Regions from separate parts of the Dromaius novaehollandiae genome. Here region 2 is linked to region 1. The links are chromatin contacts, called in public Hi-C maps. All regions are on one chromosome and are shown on one strand. Each heading gives the region's core, a stretch centred on a gene start, on an enhancer-like site or on the middle of the called end of the contact. The rest is flanking DNA. Distances are from core to core; before and after follow the strand shown.

Region 1 (2,849 bases), core at 169-2,668:
AGTTTAAAATCTAATACTTTATCAAAAATGCTCTCTTTTTGCTCTTGTTGAAGCTCATGCTCTCATTAATGGTCTTTAGGCATGATAATATGCATCCAACAAAGCCATTCCTTATTATTGCAAGTTGCAAGAAGTTACAGTGCAAAGTTTTCCATAGATGGAAAGAAGCATTTTCAGAAGACCTTGCCTCCTTTTGTGTGGGATAGTTTGTCTTCTTCCAAGCTGGGAGAGTGTGCATCACAGTCCAGAGTAGTCTTGTTAATAAATATTTGAAACTGTGTTTCTCAAAGCCTCAACTTTGAGAAGACATGAGTTCCCTACGTTACCTCCCATACAGTTTTTTATCTTAGTCACTTTCCCTCATCCAGAAATGGAGCAAGTACTGTGTTTTTTTTAAGAGTGGAAATACCTTAAGTACTGAGAAAAACATTTGTGTGTAAGTTAAAAGTTCATGCTATATTTTGTATTACAAATGACTGGAGACCAGAATGTAAATGAGGATATTGATACCTTTCCTCTCTATAGTCTCTTGGGAAAACACTTGACTTCCTGCTTTAACTATCTTCTGTTCACTAGTTACCAGTTACTGTATGACTAATGTTAAGTTGCTTTATTTAGTGATTTATTTAGTGATTTATTGTAAATTGATTTCCTGGGTGATATTTTAGGAATATGCCACTTCATGAACTAGTTTCAATTACCGTGTTCTGTTTTTTTCCTTCTTTTCTTGCTTTAAAGATATTAGAGCAGTTGGACTTAAAAAAGGCATGTTCTTCAACCCCGATCCTTATCTAAAGATGTCCATTCAGCCAGGCAAGAAAAGTACATTTCCTACATTTGCTCATCATGGTCAGGAGAGAAGGTCGACTATCATCAGTAACACAACTAATCCTATTTGGCACAGAGAGGTAATGTATGTCTTTTAAGAGCTGTGTGTCAGCTGATGCAGTGTACAAGGCTTATATTTTCTCTTTATGCATTGGTCCTGACTGTCTGAAGGCTGCGAGCCTATTTTGTAGATAGTGATTTAAAATGACACACAAATTAGAGTAATTCTAGAAACCCTGTTGTTGGACACAAACAGCTATCATCTGCATGTGTAAGGCATGTGTTTAAGCTACGCTGCTGTGAGGTTTTCACTCCCTTCTCTGCTAAGAAGAGTTGGAATCATTCAGCAACCCTGTAGATTCCTTGAAATTGCAAGAATAAATTAATTAAAATGGATTATATGTTGTGAGAAGACTCTTTAAGAAAAGGTGCAATAAGTGAGCATTCATACTCTGTGATTGCAACCACTATTCATTCAGAAATGATGCTTTCATTGTACATAGCAGTTGGCAAGGTTTCTGTTTCGTCAGGCAGACGGGATGCTCTTTGGCTGCTGTAGAAAGGAAAGCCCGGGAAGGAATTACAGCACCACCTAGCAAGAAGAAAAAAAGGCAGCTTGGCAGAAGCCACTTTTCCAGCTTTGTTTGTACTGGGTAAGCTGTGCAGGTTGCAGGGAGGGAACTGCAACAATGCAGTCCCACAGCTGTCTTCAACACATGAGCAAAACTGTGTCTTTGAAGAGAAATGGTTATGTGGGAAATGGTGTTGAAATAACCCCCTCCTTAATGACAGAAGTCCATAGTCTTTGAGGACCAGTGAGTGGGCTTGGAGAATAGTACCACAAATTGTAATCAAATCAAACAAGCACTAAAGCAGGACAGGGCAGGGCCAGCATTAGCACTGCCTCTTGAGTGCTTGGCTGTGAGAAGGACTAGATTTGTGAAAGACAGAGTTTGAGAGTTTTAATCTCTAAATCGATTCATACTCTTGTTGTATGTCTGTCCATCCATCTAGTAGACTGTAGGAAAATCTACTCATATTTTTCCCCATCCTTCTCCTTCAGTCCCTTGTTTTTGCAGCTTATTGTAAAAGTGATAATGTTCACGAGCATACATTACATCATCTTGCTTTAACTGCTAGATCTTCCCTGTAGCAATGCTCTGACAATACCAGCTTATGATCCCATTACATATGCTGGACTAGTGGTGCTGAATTGATCCTTTTTTACATCTGCTCCTTTCTGCAAAATGATACGCAATTTTATAGCAAACTGAGAGTGACAAATTTTAAGTTCTGTTTATTACAAGAATCCAACTCTGGCATTTATGCTGTACGAGAATGTGGTTTTATTCCTGACCCAATTTAATTGCTGTTTTTGAATATGTTTAGTTGATGTCTATAGTGGAGCTGAAAGGTTGTTCCTTGTTTTGTACTCTGCTCGATACATCTTTAGCTATCCAGCTAGATGTATATTACCCATTGTACTGAAGTAGTGATTTGCTCGGAGATCTTAAAAATGGAGGATAACATGGGCTTTTCTGAGTAGATTTTACTCATACTTTTTTGTTTGAAACATCTTATAATCTAGAGGAAAAAAAAAATCTTTGGTTTCTAAACCTGCATTCCTAAGGGAGTTTGTCAGCATGCTATGTGTGTGCATGCGCACACTCATATATCTGCCCCCGTACCACTTTTGAATCTTTTGGCCACCTTCATCTCAAAGATGAAGTATTCATAAATTTTGTGAAAGTGAATGCTAGGTTGAAGGCTGTGACTGTGATAGTGTTCCCTCTGAAGGAAAGGTGGGAGAATGACTTTATTAGATATCAGGAAGTCATTTATAAATTAGCACCATCTGGTGTGAATGCCCCAAGTGCAGGAAAAGCTTCGGTTGAAGCTGAACACCTTTCGCTGTTCACTGAAAATGTTTGTGAACTTTGGATCAAAAATCTACATGAAATTCTGCTCCTTTAGTTCCAGTGTTCACAAAATTACTGTGTTTCATTATTATCATACAGTGT
Region 2 (2,849 bases), core at 242-2,741, 130 kb before region 1:
AAAACAGAAAAGCTATTGAGAACTCCACATATGAAAACTAGGATGAACTTAAATCCTGAAGAAGGGAGAATTACAAATTTCAATTATTTTTATTCTTGATTTGTTGTATAATTATTTCTTTATTGGTGGAACCACAGAATCTCACTGTCAAAATAAGTTTTCTCTTACAATCAATGATAACAAGCAGTATCGTACATGCTCATTTCCAACAGAGCATATCTTTCATTTATCTCAGAGATCGTAATACTTTAAGTACTACAGATAAGCCTGTTAATCCTGAAAACACAGTAAAATCATAATCTATGTGACAACTTTTGTACCTGGGTTGCAGTTCTAATCTCCAGAGCAGCACTTAGTCTTTGAACTTCTTCTTTTGCCTTTTCTTCAGCCTCTTTCATATCACTTAGCTGCTGGCATAATTTCATTGCCTCTTGCTGTACAACCTTCATTTCCTGCAAATGCTCTTCCTGCATTGCATTCAGCTGCTGCTCCAGCTGGGCTGCCAGACAGAAAAGAAAAAAAAAAAAAGTCACTGACAGAAGAAACACATGAAGGCATAATAAACAATGAAGAGGTTAAAAAAATATATTTCACTACCTGCATGCTTTGGATTCAGCTCCTTTTCCGTCTGCAGACAGGAGATGTTTAATTTCAGTGTCTGTACAACACTCTCTACCCGACACATTCGATTCACCAGCGATTCACAGTTTTTCCACAGTGTATTTTCTCCCACAAATGCTACCCTGGCCTGCACAGGACTTACGGCTGGGTAGCTAGCAGGTGCCTCGAAGGTCTTTGAGTGGAAAAGACCAAGGCTGAAAAGGAGAGAAGATTGACCTACTACATATATGCACACATTCTGTTGTATGTATGCATTACAGATATGAAGAGATTAGAAACCACATTTCATACTGCTGGAAGGTTTCCTTCCACCCCTGGTTGCTGCAGCCTGTTCCCACTGACTCTGTCAGTATGAGCTCCCAGGGGAGGGAAGACCAAAGCATGGCAAACGGGTGCAAAGCGGGACAATATGAGGGAAAGTAAGGAAAGCCTGAGCTCTCCAGTAAGGAAAGGCTTTGCCCCTGCTTTCTCCCCACCTCAGCCCGTTGACGCCGAGCGTCTCCAGGTCTCTCGCCAGCGCGCTGGCCTGCTCTTCCACCACCCTCATCCTCTGGCGCAGCACCGCGAAGGCCTCGGGCGCCGTCGCCTTGACGCTCGTAGGGGAGACGGTTGGCCTGGCCATGGCGGCGCCGGCCGCCGCTCCCGTCTCGCGGGGCTCGCGCCAGCGCTGCCCGAGGCACCCCTCGCGCGGCAGCGGCAGCGCCCCGCCTGCCTGCCTGCCTCCCTCTCCCTCTCCCTCTCGCTGTCCTCAGGGGCCCCAGGGGCCGCGGGCGGCCCAGCCCGCCGTCATGGCGCTCCTTCCCCGCTTCAAACCCGCCCGCTCCCCGCGTGGCCACCGCCCCGCGCATGCGCGCAGAGCCGCGGCGGGATGTCCGCAGGCGACAGTCCAGAACCTGGGACAACGCACGCCGCGGCGCATGCGCACCAAGCTGGACGGGGGGGGGGCAGGGCATGCTGGGAGTTGTAGTCCGTCCGTCCCCGCCGAGGAACGGCGGTTTCGGTGAAGCGGCGTGAGGCGGTGATGTCCGCCGCGGGCTCCCCGGCTGCGCTGCCCGGCCTCGCGGGGCCTGGGTGCCGCGTGGGTCGCTGTCGGTGAGCGGGGTCGTGGGAGGCACATGGGAGACTGCTTTTCTTCCCTCCTTCTCTCCTCGCACCTCCCTCCCTCTGCCGAGGAGCGGCGCTGCTTTGGCAGCCTCCTTCGCACCTTCCCCTCACAAAATGGCGGCTGGCCGCAGCCGTTGCCTGAGCGCCGTGGCGCAGCTGGCATATGCTCTTGTCACGGGCCACCGGGGACTGCCTTGCACCTTGGCTGTGACTTAAACGCCGGTGAAGTGCTTCAGTGCAGCTGTGTGTGTCGCATGTTGCTTTCTTCTGATACGGAATTTAGATAGCACTCAAAATGAAGCATGTTTCACACACACACAAAAATTGAAATAGTTTAATGTTTGAAGGGTTTAGAATCAATTTGCAGGATACGTAGACCCAAAACTCCTTGGAGGGGATGCTCTGCAGGACCACCCTAGCCTGTAGGCGAAGAGTTATTTTTACACCTGGTCAATATGCTGCATATCAAATGACCCATCATTAATGGCCACGTGTTCACCTTGCGCTGTAAGCAAGTACAGCGTTTTAATGTGCGTGCAGTCAAGTACTACAGGTCAGTCATCTTACTGAGCTGTGTCGTCTCCACTAGCACCTAAGGTGTTAGTCTTGAAAAAATACGCCATTTTGGTCCACTGCCTTTCATTTTTGTGCAGAGAGGGAACCTGTCTTTGTAGCCTAATGGCTAAACACATAGCTGTGGAATTGGTAAGGTGGTGTCTGAAATAGGCATCAAAGAGCAATGCTGCAAACATCAAGCATTAGATATTCTGGGGACTCAAGCAAAGATATTTAAGACATCCATACTAGAAATTTAAAATTTTCTCTTTTTCACTTTTGGCAGCTCATCTAGCTCCTGAGGGGCATCTATGTATGGCCTAACTCTTCCCATGCATTGAACAAGGAATATGAGCACCTAATTCCCAGCTGAGGATTCAGCAGAGGCTGCAGAAACACCTAGGTTCGGGTATCACGTTCAGTGTTGCAGCACCTAAGTACCTTTTGACAACCTATCACTTGGGCTCATCTTTGTCTGAAGCTTCTAGTATGTTGAGGTAATCCTATCTATCTGCAATGCTTTTGGGGGGGGGTAAAATGAGTTGTGGGGCATGTTGAGATTCTATTAT

The links. Hi-C and Micro-C count contacts between places; a contact is called where the count stands out from the background.
Region 2: a contact with region 1 is called in a Hi-C map of ovary, with 3 times the contacts expected there. The contact joins the promoter of CCDC150 here to the enhancer-like site in region 1. A contact is called at or near these places in 3 of 4 Hi-C or Micro-C datasets (brain, liver and ovary).

The regions. Positions count from the first base shown.
Region 1 is chr7:34,981,365-34,984,213 of bDroNov1.hap1, reverse strand. It overlaps HECW2 (HECT, C2 and WW domain containing E3 ubiquitin protein ligase 2), which reads left to right. Exons shown (of 29, transcript XM_026101132.2): 6 at 739-908. Among named protein-coding and RNA genes, the nearest start is that of STK17B, 73 kb to the right of the region's middle. Within about 2 kb of position 1,418, at least 1 of the 2 cell types and tissues checked has open chromatin away from gene starts, as enhancers often do.
Region 2 is chr7:35,114,222-35,117,070 of bDroNov1.hap1, reverse strand. It overlaps CCDC150 (coiled-coil domain containing 150), which reads right to left and starts at 1,491. Exons shown (of 23, transcript XM_064515138.1): 1 at 1,098-1,491; 2 at 598-815; 3 at 321-499. The coding sequence starts at 1,243. HECW2 (HECT, C2 and WW domain containing E3 ubiquitin protein ligase 2) reads left to right here and starts at 2,757. Exons shown (of 29, transcript XM_026101132.2): 1 at 2,757-2,777.